Linked DNA regions of Mus musculus: region 1 is linked to region 2. A link is a contact called in public Hi-C data. All regions are on one chromosome and are shown on one strand. The core of a region is the stretch at or near the end of the contact, and the rest is flanking DNA. Distances in the headings are between cores, read along the strand shown.

Region 1 (6,563 bases), core at 1,654-4,153, 350 kb before region 2:
CAGACTCCAGCATATCTTCACATATTAAGTATTGTTATGTTATACCAGGCAGTGAGTCTGCCACTTAGAAGACATGCTGTGCAAGATGAGTCAGCCATATAGATTTCAACATTCCTTACTGCACGTAGACACTGAAGTATATATAATTATGGAGTAGTTAGCTCGTGAGTCCTAGAGAGACCGGATTATAACATGACCAAATGGAAGCCTCTTCCCTTTGGCAGTCTGTTCTACCACTGTAGGGTAGGCTTTGATTTCCATGAAATAATTCATTCTCAAGCAGAAATTAACTGTTGGGATTCAGGCAAATGGTTGCAGTGTATATTTTACACACCAAACCAGACCTGGCCTCCAGGTTCTCTGAGCATCCCTCAGGCCTTAATGTTATAGGGCGTGGCCGGCAAATACCCCGTCCTCCACCCTGAACTTTATGGTCCAGGAGCTGGGCTTCCCCTCTCCCAGACATTCTTCCCTTTATAATTCAGACATTTTGGTCTCTCCTCTCTTTCCCTCTCTGTTTTTTTTCTCTCTCTCTCTTCATGCAGCATGTTCTTCCTCTCTATCTTTTCTGCCTCCCCTCTGTCCCCCTCCTCTCGGACTCCTTCCTTGGGAGCAGTGAACCCATGGGGAAGCAGCTTCCCAATAAACCTGCCTATATATAGTTTAATTTGGCTTGAATTGGCTCCTTTCACTGATGGAAAATATCATTAATCTCAGTTTAAATATATGCAGAAGCCTACTGTGTGTGCAGTGTTTCTTGGAGTGGAAGCCAATGGCTACGCATAGCAGACTCAGCCAGCATTTGGTTTATAAGTGCTATTTTCTGTTTCATTCCAGACTTGATTTAGACCACGATGTCCAGGAGTTAGTGCCGTGGGCTAGACAAGGATGCTTTTAACAGGCTCTGACAAGTCATTCGAGAACGCCCTCGGGTCAGAGACATGGATATAGAAGGGATCAGATAGCAAAACAAAGTAATATCTTTTATTAAGCAAATAAACATTTTCCTGGTTTTATTCCGTGAAAATATGGACTTACAAAGTGCTGCAAGTGTGACTTGCAAGCTTGGTGCACCTGTTGTTGGGGCTGAATCTTCCAGGGGCCATCACAGTGAAGACATCCCCTTACCACTTACTTCAGGTGACTCCAGAAGGCAATTGTGGAAGGGAAACTATCACAGGCGTCTCCCTCTGAGGATGTGCTGAATGAGATGGAGCCTTCAGGGGCCTTTTCCTTTATACTTCTTCATTCATTTGTTCTTGAGTGTGTGTGCATGCTCACGTAAATGTGTGTGTGTGTGTGTGTGTGTGTGTGTGTGTGTGTGTGTGTGTATGTGTCCTTTGGGGAACAGTTCTCACCTGGTGTATAGGTTCTGGAACTCCAACTCAGGTCTTCGGTCTTGACAGAAGGCACCTTTATTCTGAGTCCTGTGCCCATCTCCTCTCTGTATCTTTCCTGAGCACGATCCTCTATGGGCACAGTTCCTTGGAGATAAGAGCCTTCATTTTGTTGGCTTTGAGTCAGTCATCTTGTTTGCACTTGGCAGCTGATACTCTGCGCAGAGATGTGCTCTGACAAAGCTCTAAGTGGAATGTGGAATACTGAGTACAAAGGACTCACCCTTGTTGGGGTATAAGATCACAGTTTGGGCTATCCTGGGCTACAGAGCAGCCAGTGAGACCTTATCTTCTGCCAAGTCCTATATGTTTTTAAGACTTCCTTCACCATCTGAAGAAACTTAGGACTGAGCTGAATGAAAAGGAACCTCCATGGTTTGAAGGAACCCTATGCTAGAGAGAGGTAGAATTATGTCTGTCAACAAAGCATTTTGAGTTAAGTCTAGTTCTATGTCCATATTTTATCAACTACTGTAGGGAAAGGACTGCGTGTCATAGTTGGAGAATATGGGCTTCTCCATATCCTGAGAAAGTTTCTCTAAAAATAACCTTTCTGGGAGCCCTAATAGCGAAACACAAACAGAGTGGAATTTTCGGGATTATGAAAGTTCTTTCTTAAAATGTTCATATATAGGTTTTTGCTCATCCCCTTCACCTGACCTACAAGATGGAGAAGGTGTGGGTGGCTTGGGGAACAGGAAGGGGCTGGCCATAAATCTGATCTAATTTGGAAAGGGAAGGATAAAGCAGATATACAGTAATCAATAGAGCAATGTCTTGTTCTGTGGTCAGTGCTTACTGGCCCTGCTGCTGGAATGTGATCCTCCTGTGCGGAACCCTGAGCCATTAGAGGTGACATGAGTTCACAGACTGTCCTCCCTTGTGGTTGGAATGTGTGGCTCCTCAATGCACAGACTCCTTAGTGTCCAACCAGAGAAAACCGTTGTGGATGGTTCTCTACATCTTTGCTTTTTATTCCGTTGTGCTTTCCCATAAAGAGGAAAGACGATTTCTGCCCCCCCCGCCACCCCCCCGACCCCCCCGACCCCCCCCCCTCCGCCAAAAGCCACGTTTGCAGGACGGAATGTACGAATTTGAAACATTTCCTCCTGAAAAATCCTATTGGAAGAACAAATAGGGAAAGCAAAGCCACAGAGAGAACAGGGACTTGATTGTTCCTCCACTGACTGAGCTAGCCCCATGCCTTGTCCTGCTACTGCTACTGCTACTGGGGGTGGGGGCGGGGTGGGGGCCGGCAAAGCATGCTTCCTGATCCTGGAAAGGAAATAGCATAAAAATGCTTTGACTGAAAAGTGAGAGCACTAATTGATTGTTAATGACTGCACAGCCCTAAATGTCTGGAATTTGGTTTAGATTCAATGTAATTTGACATTTGCCAACCATTATTAAGTCCCTTTGATGCTCTCCCCGTGCAGCCGTGATGAGCAGCTGATTGGCTCTGGGGGGTGGAAAATGCAACTGGCTGGGCAGGGAGTCGATGGGTGTCTGGAAGTCAGCCATCTTCCCCTGCTGCCCGGGCTCAGCAGGCTGGCTGGGCTGGGTGGCCTTCCCCACACCCTGGCGTCTCTGTTTTCACGCACTCTTCTGTAGCCATTTTGTTTGTTTGTTTGTTCTCTTGTTTTCAAAGGGGCATCTCTCTCTAGCACCTGGTCACCTGGCTCAGAGCAAGGCATCTTCTCTTCTATTATTGCTTTTCTGTGAATCAGAAGCCAACATGTCCCCTCTCAACAAAAAAGGGCACAAACCAAAAACCAACCCCCCCCCCAAAAAAAACCCCAAAAGTACTGCCACTTTATCTAGGATTCAGAGAAAGATGCAGAGGTGGGGGTGTGGAAAAGCTACTGTGGGAAAAATACTCCCTGTGGGAAGGTGAGGCTTTTCTCTCCCTTTTCCCTCCACCTCTTCCCCCCCCCCCTCCTTTTCCCCTCCTCATGCTTCCCCCTCCCTCCCTCTTTTCCCCTCCCTCCTACATTTCCTTTGTATTTCTCACAACTCCTGGGTTCCTCATCTCGTGCATAAGTAGTCAGTTCCCCCCTCCCCCCCACTTTTAATTTCTTTCCTGCCATGACCTGGCTCCCCACAGAAGCTCATAATCTTCCAGTCCCCAATTCCAGTTTCCTGAGAGAAAAAAAAAATTTTTTTTTTCCGATTGTTCAGGTTCAGAGCTATGGTTCATCCCTGGTAAGGTGCGTGTGTTCATCCTTCTAGAACTCAGGTAAGCCATAGGTAAGGCAGGAGCAAGGCAAATGTCACCCAGAGACTCTTCTATAGGGTAAAGCACAAACTACGCCCCTTTCATGGTCGTGAGGTAAACTTTAGAATATTCCATCTAGCCTTGCAGACACTTGAGCTGTGTATGCTAATAATTCGTGGTGAACTCCTACCTTCAGGGACAGCGTGCCGACTCCCCTTAGCAGAAAGATGGGTTCCTCCGCATTCATACCTGTGACATTCACCTGTGAACAGTGCTAGAGGGAAAAAAATCAGAATCATTCGCGGCAGCTCCATGAGAGCAAGAGCAGAGAACACAGTGAGAGAAAAGCCCTAATTTCATTCCAATTAGGACAAAGATAACGTGTGTAAGATATGCGACTTTTGTCACGGGTAAAACAGCCTAGTAGAAGAAAAGGATAAGAGAAGGCTCTAGATTCATTTCCCTAGCTCTCGGGCTGTGACACTGGTGAGCTGTGTGGCCTGAAGTCCATTGCTTGGCCTCTCTGGGCCTTGATCTTTCAGCAGTGCTGCAGTGGCTGCAAGTAAGGAAAATGGACAGAGTAGGAGGGAGACACCAGGCTACTTCCCCTCCTGCGCCAGATCTTTTAAACAGGATTTCCTCTTGCAGTTTGGAATTCCAAAAATATTCCAAGATTAATTTTACAAGCATTGAGGAGACTTGAGCACACACCACCTGTACTGTTCTGGCTCCTTTGAAGATGCCTGCAGGAATTCTCTAGTCTATGCAAGGGAACAAGTGGGCCGTCCTTGTATGCTTGCTGTGGTAGCATACATATCACAAACAGAAATTCTAAACACTGGGATCGGGTTTCCTAGTACGTGTGTAGTTTTCTTGTCACCTCTTTGACTGCCCTTCTGGGTGCCCAAACACAGTGCCCCCCTACTTCTCAAGAGTCTACCTTGTAGCTGGTTAGTTCACGCCTGAGATGGGCTTTTCCCAGCTTCCTTCCGGCTGTTTCTCCACTGGCTGAATTCCTCAAAAACTAATCAATGTGTTCTCAGAAAACAGAACCTGGCTAGGAATGTTTATCATTTTCTTTGCTAAGTGCTGTTTTTTTTACACGTTGGACCTCTGATTTCCTACAATTCTTGGAGAGCACTGGCAGGAAGAGGGTAGGAAACCCCGTGCCATAGAGGGACTGTGATTAAGTCGGCTTCCGTTCTCTCCTTCCTTTCTGGGCTGGAGTGAGCTGGGTGCCCTGAACCAGCGGCTCTCCCCACCCCCCACCCCACAGGAGGCCAGTGTCTTTGATGGTGTATTTTTAGACGATCTGAACAGAATGACCGCTGCGTGTCTGTCCCTCCCCAGCAGCAGGCTTTTCCATTTACTTGCTTGTTCACTGATTTGGATTTCCTTCCAAATAAAATGTAAGCAAGGCCAACGCGCTGTCGTTAGAAAACATTCCTGCCTTGAGAAGCAGCTTTCAAGGAGAAATGATGGAAATGAGAGTAAAAGGAAAGGCGTCAAGGGTTCCAAAAGCATCCCCACAGTGGTCTAAGAGGAACTTTCAGTTTTTAATGTGCATGTGTGCGCGCGTGTGTGTACATATGCATAAGCTGTGAAGACCAGAGGTCAAGGTCCGGTCTCACCTCTGTCTTTCTCTACCTTCATTTTGAAACAGTGTCTCTCACTGGGTCTGGAGCTCACCAATTGGACTGAGGTGGCTAGCTAACCAGCTCCAGGAAGCCTCAGGTCTTTGCCATCACTCCCTCCCTCCCCAGTCGCAGATGCCTGCTCTTTTAGCCGATGCTGTAGACCTAGACTCAGGTCCGCCTCACTCTTGCTAACCCTAGACCATCGGAGCTGTTTCCCCTCTAAGAGACACTTGATAGTGACTGTCACAACCTGATCACAGGTGGTAGTGTGTTTCCAACTCTGATAGCACATCTGATCTCATTGCTTTATTATCTAGATTTTAAATAATAGTTCTCATGACAGGGAACTAGGGAAACAGCCAGGATCTAAGCCTGTGTCCTTAGCACCATCTCTCCTTTGTATTGAGGACACTAGAGCCCAGGGAGGGCCATTAGCCCAGGGAGATTTGGCTGTAGGACCCTAAATAGGAAGCCTGAGATTTTAAAAAAAGCAACTCTACTAATTCTATTTCTCCTTGGTGTGCTGTCCAGCCCATACCGAGCAAATTTAACTCAACCATGATAGGTTGTACAAAGATTTGCGTCACTTAGCAGATCTTTATGTTTATAAATGGGTTAAAATATTCTGTAAATTTGCTTGCTCAGAAGGTGTGCTCTACTCTGTTTAGATTAAAGCAGGCAGCTTTGTTTTACAAGTGAAGCCACAGCTACACCATTGTATGTGTTCTTTTACAAGAGGAAGCATTTTCGTTTGGTGTTTTATGATACAGGAGTTGGGATTAATTAATTTACTAATTTAGCTAATGAGTAAATGCTAAGCTAAAGACTGGGCTAAACCCTGGGAATTCAAGGATGCTCAAGGCAATTTATATTAGTTAGAACTGTGTGTTTATGCTTATTCATTTGCTTTGGTGGTGACAGAAACTCAACATGAAAAGGCCTCGCACAAAGGGGAGTTCATTGGAAGTATCTCGGCATATACACAATTCAGTACAGGACTATAGGATGGAATGTACTTCTAGAAACATTCAGACTGGGAATTCACTTGCTCAGGCCTTCCCCTCCATGCATTTATTTCACTGTTCTCTTCCTAGAGACTTCTACTTCTTTGCCTTCATCTCAGAAAATGTGGCCGCCATAGCTATAAAGTGCCTTTGTCAAAGCCAGAGATACTGACTTCTTGGTTACAATACCATAATTCCCAAGGAAAGCATTGGTGGGCTCTGTTTGGGCCAAGAGCTCACCCTATACCCACTCTTGACTGTGGGCAGCCTTCTCCTCCTCAGTCGGGGGCACAGCCTCAGTCAACCAGCA
Region 2 (7,451 bases), core at 3,982-6,481:
CAAGAATTTCATAAATTCATTGTTTTTAATAGCTGAGTAGTACTCCATTGTGTAAATGTACCACATTTTCTGTATCCATTCCTCTGTTGAGGGACATCTGGGTTCTTTCCAGCTACTGGCTATTATAAACAAGGTTGCTATGAACATAGTGGAGCATGTGTCCTTCTTACCAGTTGGAACATCTGGGTATATGCCCAGGAGAGGTATTGCTGGATCTTCCAGTAGTACTATGTCCAATTTTCTGAGGAACCGCCAGACTGATTTCCAGAATGGTTGTACAAGCTTGTAATCCCCCCCAGCAATGGAGGAGTGTTCCTCTTTCTCCACATCCTCACCAGCATCTGCTGTCACCTGAATTTTTGATCTTAGCCATTCTGACCGGTGTGAGGTGGAATCTCAAGGTTGTTTTGATTTGCATTTCCCTGATGATTAAGGATGTTAAACATTTTTTTCAGGTGGAGAAGCAGAAATTTTATCTTGGGTCACTGCTTTGAAAATTTCAGCCTGTGGCCAGTTGTCCCAGTTGTTTTTGGACTGGGGCAGGTTGAAAGCATCATAGTGAGAGCATATGGTAAAGGAAGCTGCTCGTCCCACGGTGGCCAAGAGAAAGCAAAAGACTAGAGTCTAATAGTGTCCTTCAAGGGCTTATCCCTAGGGAAGTCCCACTCTTAACACTTCATCTATTTTCTGATGCCACCAAGCTGCAGCCAGGCCTTTATTACATGCCTTTGGGGATACTTAAGATCCAACCATAACACACTCCCATTTCCAAAGTTCCTCATTGTCCATTCCCATCTGTAGCAGAGGCGAATATTCCGTAGCCTCACAAGCAAAGCTAAGTAGTTTGGCCTAATCTTTCTCGCTAAAAACAACAAATTTCTGACTCTCATACAAAATGTTTGCTATTCGTTAATTAGAAAAAGTTAACTTTAAGATGTCATAACTAACCATTAGCCTACTTAATTGCGACCACTATGTTGTGTTGTATGAATAAAGCACCTTTCGTTTATTAAAGGCAAAATTGTAGGTGCTGGAGATCTGAACTCAACTCCTCATGCTTGCCTGTCAACGACTTGGCCGGCTGAGCCGTCTCCTTGGCCATATTTCTGTTCATGGGCTCCCCATGTCTTTCTCTCCCATTTTAAGTGAGAGCTACATCTTTGCCCTCCTGATGCTGTCCCATAATCCCCGTAGGCCTTTTCATTCCATGCCATCCTTTTCTCTTTCTTCTCAATGGAGCAGTATGCTTTCTCATCCTTGTCTTGAGGCCACGTTCCATCTCTCTTCTTCTGTTGCTGCTCTGCACTGTGGCTTTTCTTTTGCTCCTTGAACTATTCTGGTCTGATATATACATTAATTTTTTAATTTCTCTTGGGCTTCTCTGGGGAGTTTCTGAATTGCTTATACCCATTCCCCTGCTGTTTGAGAATCTTCTTCTTGATCCTTATGATCCTGTGTTGATGTCTGTACATTGAAGAAGTGGGTAGCTGTCTTAGCTATTTTTCTTTATTGCTCTGACAAAACACCATGACCAAGGCAACTTATAAAGAAAGCATTTAAAGTTGAGGGCTCATGGTCCCAGAGGGTTAGAGTTCACAGCCATCATGGTGGGTATTGTGGCAACAGACAGAGAGGCATAGTGCCTTGAGGACTACTAACAAAAGAGTAGTTTGAGGAGAATATCAGCTTTGGGTGTTGACAGTGGAGGGCCTTCTTCCTTGATGTCCTAATAAAATTAGTTATTCACTTTTAGTTTACAAGACTGAAGTATTTAGTCTGCTGGGACTTTGAGTCCATTTAAACATTTTATTTTCAATAGGCCAGAAATAGGTATTAAAATTAGGAAAACAGAGAAAGAAATAATGGAGTGTAATTGGCCAATAGTAATGAATGGGGGTTCTGTTGGTTGCCCACCAGTTCATGTGAGGATGAGTAGATCAGCAACCAGGATTCAGTATAGGGACTGGGTGAGTGGATGGGATGTGAGACTGCGTTGTTTTGAGATGGGGAGGAAATGGAAGGAAAGTCAAGGTGAGAATTGAGAGGACCAAGCTACCACACCTTCTAGTTTGATGGGGAGAGATGGAAGATAGTGGAGGCAATAGGAAATATTACTCAGGTTTAATGTGGGGAGTGGTTGAATAGTCTGCCTGGAGTATAATGGTCAGGGTCTCCTAAGCAATGAGGGGGAAATAAGATTAAGATTATGGGGATAAAAGAATAAAAAGAAGAGGCCTATGATTCCTTTGATAGTGTAGTAGGGGTGAAATGGAATTTTATTTGCATCAGAATCTAATCCATATTATATCTGATCCATAAACATGACTTAGAGACAGAGAGAGCTAACTGAGAATGGTATGGGCTTTTGAAACCTCAAATCCCACCCACCTCCTATTGACACGCCTCTTCCAGCAAGGACACACCTTCTAATTCTTCCTAAACAGTTCCACCAACTGAAAACTAAGTATTCAAACATGAGTTTATAGGGGTCATTCTCATTCAAACCACCACAGTGGCTGTTCCAATCTTTGAAGTCTAGCTTTGTCTGGGAATATCCACTAACAGTAAACCTGTATAGAATATCTAGGCAGACTTGTTGTTATGGTCCTTAAGTCTATGAATTCCATAGCCATTTTATTGCTGGGAGGTGTCTTAAGCCTAGGACCATTGCAGCCAGCACAAATGTAAATTGAAATTCCAGCCTTACCTTCTAAGGACTGCCTATGACTGAGAGTTAGTTACTCAAAACCTAAAGTTGCTATCTCCAGCCAGAAATAATACAGGCTGGAATGGGAGTCCATCTCACAGGGCCTAGAGCCTCTCAACTATAGCAGATTTTGTTCATAGGCACGCCCCTAATGCCGGGGCCTTTGAAGCTGCCTAGTGCTGAGTCTTACTGAGACCAATTCAGTCCTATAGACCAATAGAAATGTCTACATCTACCTCCTTCTCTTACCCCAACCAAATGTTCTCTAGATACTGATCTACCACAGGTTAGTGAAAGAGTGACACTGGCTGTGTAAAGCTGCCACCCTGCCTTCTTCAGTGGGTGAGGGGAGTGGTATATGCACATGTATATGTGCCATTGAGTGTGTACATAGAGAAGATTGGGGAGGACATCAAGTGAGAGTTTGATTATAAGAATTTGGGTACCTTACCAATAGCTACGCCACACACACACATACACACACACATACACTCACACACACACACACACACACACACACACACACACACACAACGTCTCTTTCTCTTCCATCAATCATTAATTGCATGTACACCAAGAGGAGCAGAGCCCCATGACAGGGTACTGACAGACTTGATTTTGTATAGCCTTTGTGCAGGAGACCAGAGCTGCTCTGAGATTGAAGACAACAGCCACATAATGTCCAGAAATCAGTATTCTGTCTTTCTCCCCATTCCCTCCAGCTCTTATGTTCTTTCTGATGCTCCCTGAGCCTTGAGGAGGAGGTAATAAAGATGTCCCCTTTATGGCCAGGCACTCAACAGCCATTTGTTTTCTGCACTTTGACCAGCTATGGGTCTCTGCAGTGACTGCCAACCATTGCAAACAGAAGCTTGTCTGCCTGGAGTTGACAGCAGGTTTTAAATTTTTTAGTAAGGTTAAAATGTTGCTGGCAGTGAGTGTTGGGGGCAGGGGTCTCAGGAGCAATAGAGAGGCATAAATGTTCTCACCCCAGAGACAAGATTCAGCTCTGAGACAAAGGAATTAGAAAATAGTTTTAATTCAGGAGCAAGATGTCGACAGAGTCTTGTCTTATGGAAAAGCTCAATAAGACAGAAATAATTCATCAACTATGGTGGATAAGGGGAAGAATTTCCAGGATTAGTCTGTGTGCTCCCAACATAGAGTCTACTCCTTTTCTGTTCCTGTGAGGAGTGTTCAAATGTGCCATAGATACATAGTGGGAAATGTCAATTATGAAAACCTAATTGTACAGAAATGTTAAAACAAGCAAAGGACACTTAGCATACATCTTGACATTGGTCCCAACTGGTTTCACAAACATCCTGGCTTTTTTGTTTGTTTGGTTTTTTTTTCTCTTGTTACTGGACTCTAAAGTTCATATTGCTTACTATTTTAAAAGAGAGAGACAGAGAAACAGGGAAAAAGATAGAGGTAGAGAGACAAGGAAAGACAGAGAGATTGTTAGAAAGAAACAGATTCAAAGCCAGCTTTGAGGAAAGCTGAGGAGATTCTCTGACTCAAATCTGCCTCATTGGTTTAGTGTGGTTTTATGGAGGACAGAGAGAATGTCCAGAGAGGCAGTGGGCAGAGGTCCATGCTCTGGGCAGGGTCTTCATCATTCAGATATATGCCTGCTTCCCTCGTCTCTGCTGGGAATCACACAATGAATTTGGCTATCTTGCAGCTAGTGAATGAGAACCTCTAAAGTCTTCTTTTCAGCCGAAAGGAAGGAAAGAAAGAAAGAAAGAAAGAAAGAAAGAGAGAGAGAGAGAGAGAGAGAGAGAGAGAGAGAGGGAGAGAGAGAGAGAGAGAGAGAGAGAGAGAGAGAGAGAGGGAGAGAGAGAGAGAGAGAGAGAGGGAGGAAGAAAGAAAGAAAGAAAGAAAGAAAGAAAGAAAGAAAGAGAGAGAGAGAGAGAGAGAGAGAGAGAGAGAGAGAGAGAAAGAGAGAGAGAGAGAGAGAGAGAAAGAAAGAGTGTGCTGGTGAGCTCTTTATCAACATGACACAACTGGATTCGTTGGAGAGAACATTAATTGAGGAAATGTCTCCATCTGGTGGTGTATCTGTAGGGCTTCTTCTTAATTAACGATTAATATGAAAGAGCCCACTGTAGATGTCACCACACATGGGCACGTGGTCCTGGATTGAATAAGAAAGCAGGCAGATCAAGCCATGGGCAACAATCCAGTAAGCAGTGGTCCTTTATGGTTCCCACCTCTGTTTCTGTCTGAGTTCCTGCCCTGATTTCCCTCAACAGAAGACGGTGAACAGGGGGACCTGTAAGCCAAATAAACCTGCCTTTCACAAGACGTCTTTGAGTGTGGTGCTTATCACAGCAAAAGGAAAGCAAACTAATATTATACGGGGCAGTTTTCATGATGTCCTGATTTAATGCAGCTCTGCCTAATCATCAGCTTCTAGCTGCTATGCGATTTGCTTTGCTCTCTGCTATACAACATGACTCAAAATATGCCAGGTGAAGGTATTAATACTTTAATGCCCTTCCAGTGCTTGCAACAGCACATAGATCCTACTGCAGTTTTTCTGCTGTCTGAGGCATGTCTCAGGCAACCACCATTGCAGACGTTCATCCTTAACAACGTCATGTCTCAGAACGCAAGCAAGTAGAAAGCCAGAAGAGGCTTAATCTGCTCATCCACTTGTTCCACCAGACTTGATAACAGTAGCCAGTTTCAAAGTGGATTTGATAGAAGGACCTGGGTAGAGGGGCATTTTCTCTCTCTCCTCTAGAAGTCTTTGTGACTTTCCGACTGCCACTCATGGCTTCAAGTTAGCTCTAGTCTCAAAGGATTTTAAAAATCCGCTGGTTTCAAATTCAATCAAGGTCGATGAGCTGCTGAGCTGCTGGCTCCCACTGCCCCTCCCTCCTCCGACCATGCAGTGCCCGGCTTCTGAGAGGGCCAGTGGGAAGCAGCTTTGTGATTTGCATAGCAAATTATCATCCCATTGGCTTCCATTATGAGATCCAAGACAGATTCCAATAGAAAATTCCAGTCCTGGCAATGTGATTCAAATCATCCCTTAGGAATGCTAATTATCGTTCAGAATGCCATCCTGCCTGTGCCAGTGTACCACCTAGTTACATTTAATTCTTCTCCATAGAACACCTGCAAGAAATTAGCCAAATAGGTAATTCATCCACAGAAGAAGATCTTTATGTAGATATTTAAAGGGGAAGCATCAGGTTAAATTCCACTACAGTAGGAATCCCAACTACAGTGTCAGGATCACAAGCTGACACTCTCACTCAGTCTTTGAGCACTCATGTTTTACATACGAATTGAGACTCTCTGTCTCATTAGGGGTAAGGACACCAGAGTAAGAAGGTTGGGTCAGCAATGCTCTTAATGAGTGGCCCAGTTCGTTCATCAGAACTCAGAGGGCAAAAGATGGGAAATGAGTCTGCTGCTGCTGCTGCTGCTGCTGCTGCTGCTGCTGCTGCTGCTGTTGTGGTTTTTGACTAAATAACATTGGGAGTAGATGCTTATGCTCTACTGGTGACAGGGTTATTAACAATTTAAAATACAAGCCATCTTGTTACGAGTAAGCAAATGTTTGTTGACTTTTGTCTGGCTAATTGTCAGCAAAGTGGTTCTAAGTGCCACTTTCCTGATTAGGAGGGTGTTTATCTGAGTTGATGGACTCCGCAGGGGGTCTCTGCAATTACTTCTGAGATTGCAGGCAGTGTGCCTGGCTGCCTGTGCTGGGCAAGACGTCAGATGTGAAACTGGGACTCCTGTCCAAATGGGAATAAATGAAGGTGACGGGTGCACACAGATGTGCACACAGAGCCAAATGCGTCGCCATCTTGGAAATCACGAGAGGTTCTTAGTCCCTTAGTTAATACCCCTGTGGTGACTGTGGCTGACCACAAGAAAGCACGACAATCGAGCCACTGGATTATCTACAAAATCATGAAAAATCAATAAATAGAATCTAACAAATTTTGTCCCCTTAACGAAGAGGGAGAACGTCTAGAGAGATACCCCAATCTCACAATAAACTTGCTTTTTTTTTTTTAATCTTGAGCAAAATGCTATCTCTCAGTGATTCCTTGATCTATTTAGTTTATAAAAAAACATTTTAATTAACAAAAATTATATGTATGGAAGATATTAAGTGCAGTTTTGTGTGCATGTGTCTATTCCCGGGACTCTCGAGATGGGGAGGTAGGACGATTATTTGAGCTCAGGAATTTGAGGCCAGACTGCATGATACTATTTCAAAAGAAGAAATACAGGAAGGAAAGGAAAACAAAGGAAAGGAAAGGAAAGGAAAGGAGGGAGGGAGGGAGGGAGGGAGGGAGGGAGGGAACAAGGGAGGAAAGTCTGTTACAGCATTGTGTATCTCAGGCAGCACAGGCATGCCCAAGACTGTGTGATGTTCACCACCGTCCAGTCACTTACACACCCATCACACCCACAGTCACTGTCTGTTGTTAGGGTCCAAGAATCACTGAAGGAAGACCCCAGACTCAAATTCAAAGGCAAAGCACATTTTTTTCTGTAGAAATTGCCAGCGCACAGGGATCAACCATTTGTCAAAATGGTGACCCCCAGACAAAGGCATGCAAAGTAGAAATAGAAAAGTAGGGAAATTTTAGCTAGGGTTAGGTAACCGGAACCTTCATTGGTAGGTGGCAGAGAAGTTACATATGTCTGTTTCTGGTTGGCTGCTATGTTAGTTTTACTATATTTGCTGAGACTTTGAGGAAATTTCAGA

What was found. Hi-C and Micro-C count contacts between places; a contact is called where the count stands out from the background.
Region 1: a Hi-C map of neural progenitor cells shows a contact between it and region 2, with 4 times the contacts expected there. The contact joins two enhancer-like sites. A contact is called at or near these places in 1 of 39 promoter capture datasets (neural stem cells), 1 of 15 datasets of contacts at CTCF or cohesin (the NIH/3T3 cell line), 6 of 484 Hi-C or Micro-C datasets (the AML12 cell line, the HL-1 cell line, adipose-derived mesenchymal stem cells and 3 more), 2 of 115 datasets of contacts at active chromatin or transcription factors (embryonic stem cells and oligodendrocyte precursor cells) and 1 of 9 other capture datasets (embryonic stem cells).

What each region holds. Positions count from the first base shown.
Region 1 is chr1:64,017,146-64,023,708 of GRCm38.p6, reverse strand. No RefSeq gene overlaps it. Among named protein-coding and RNA genes, the nearest start is that of Mir6899, 22 kb to the left of the region's middle. Within about 2 kb of position 2,903, at least 66 of the 459 cell types and tissues checked have an H3K27ac peak or open chromatin away from gene starts, as enhancers often do. A contact at or near this core is called in neural progenitor cells, neural stem cells and oligodendrocyte precursor cells, where this site is marked.
Region 2 is chr1:63,666,316-63,673,766 of GRCm38.p6, reverse strand. The region is part of intron 6 of Dytn (dystrotelin); the gene reads left to right. Among named protein-coding and RNA genes, the nearest start is that of Dytn, 17 kb to the left of the region's middle. Within about 2 kb of position 5,231, at least 30 of the 459 cell types and tissues checked have an H3K27ac peak or open chromatin away from gene starts, as enhancers often do. A contact at or near this core is called in neural progenitor cells, neural stem cells and oligodendrocyte precursor cells, where this site is marked.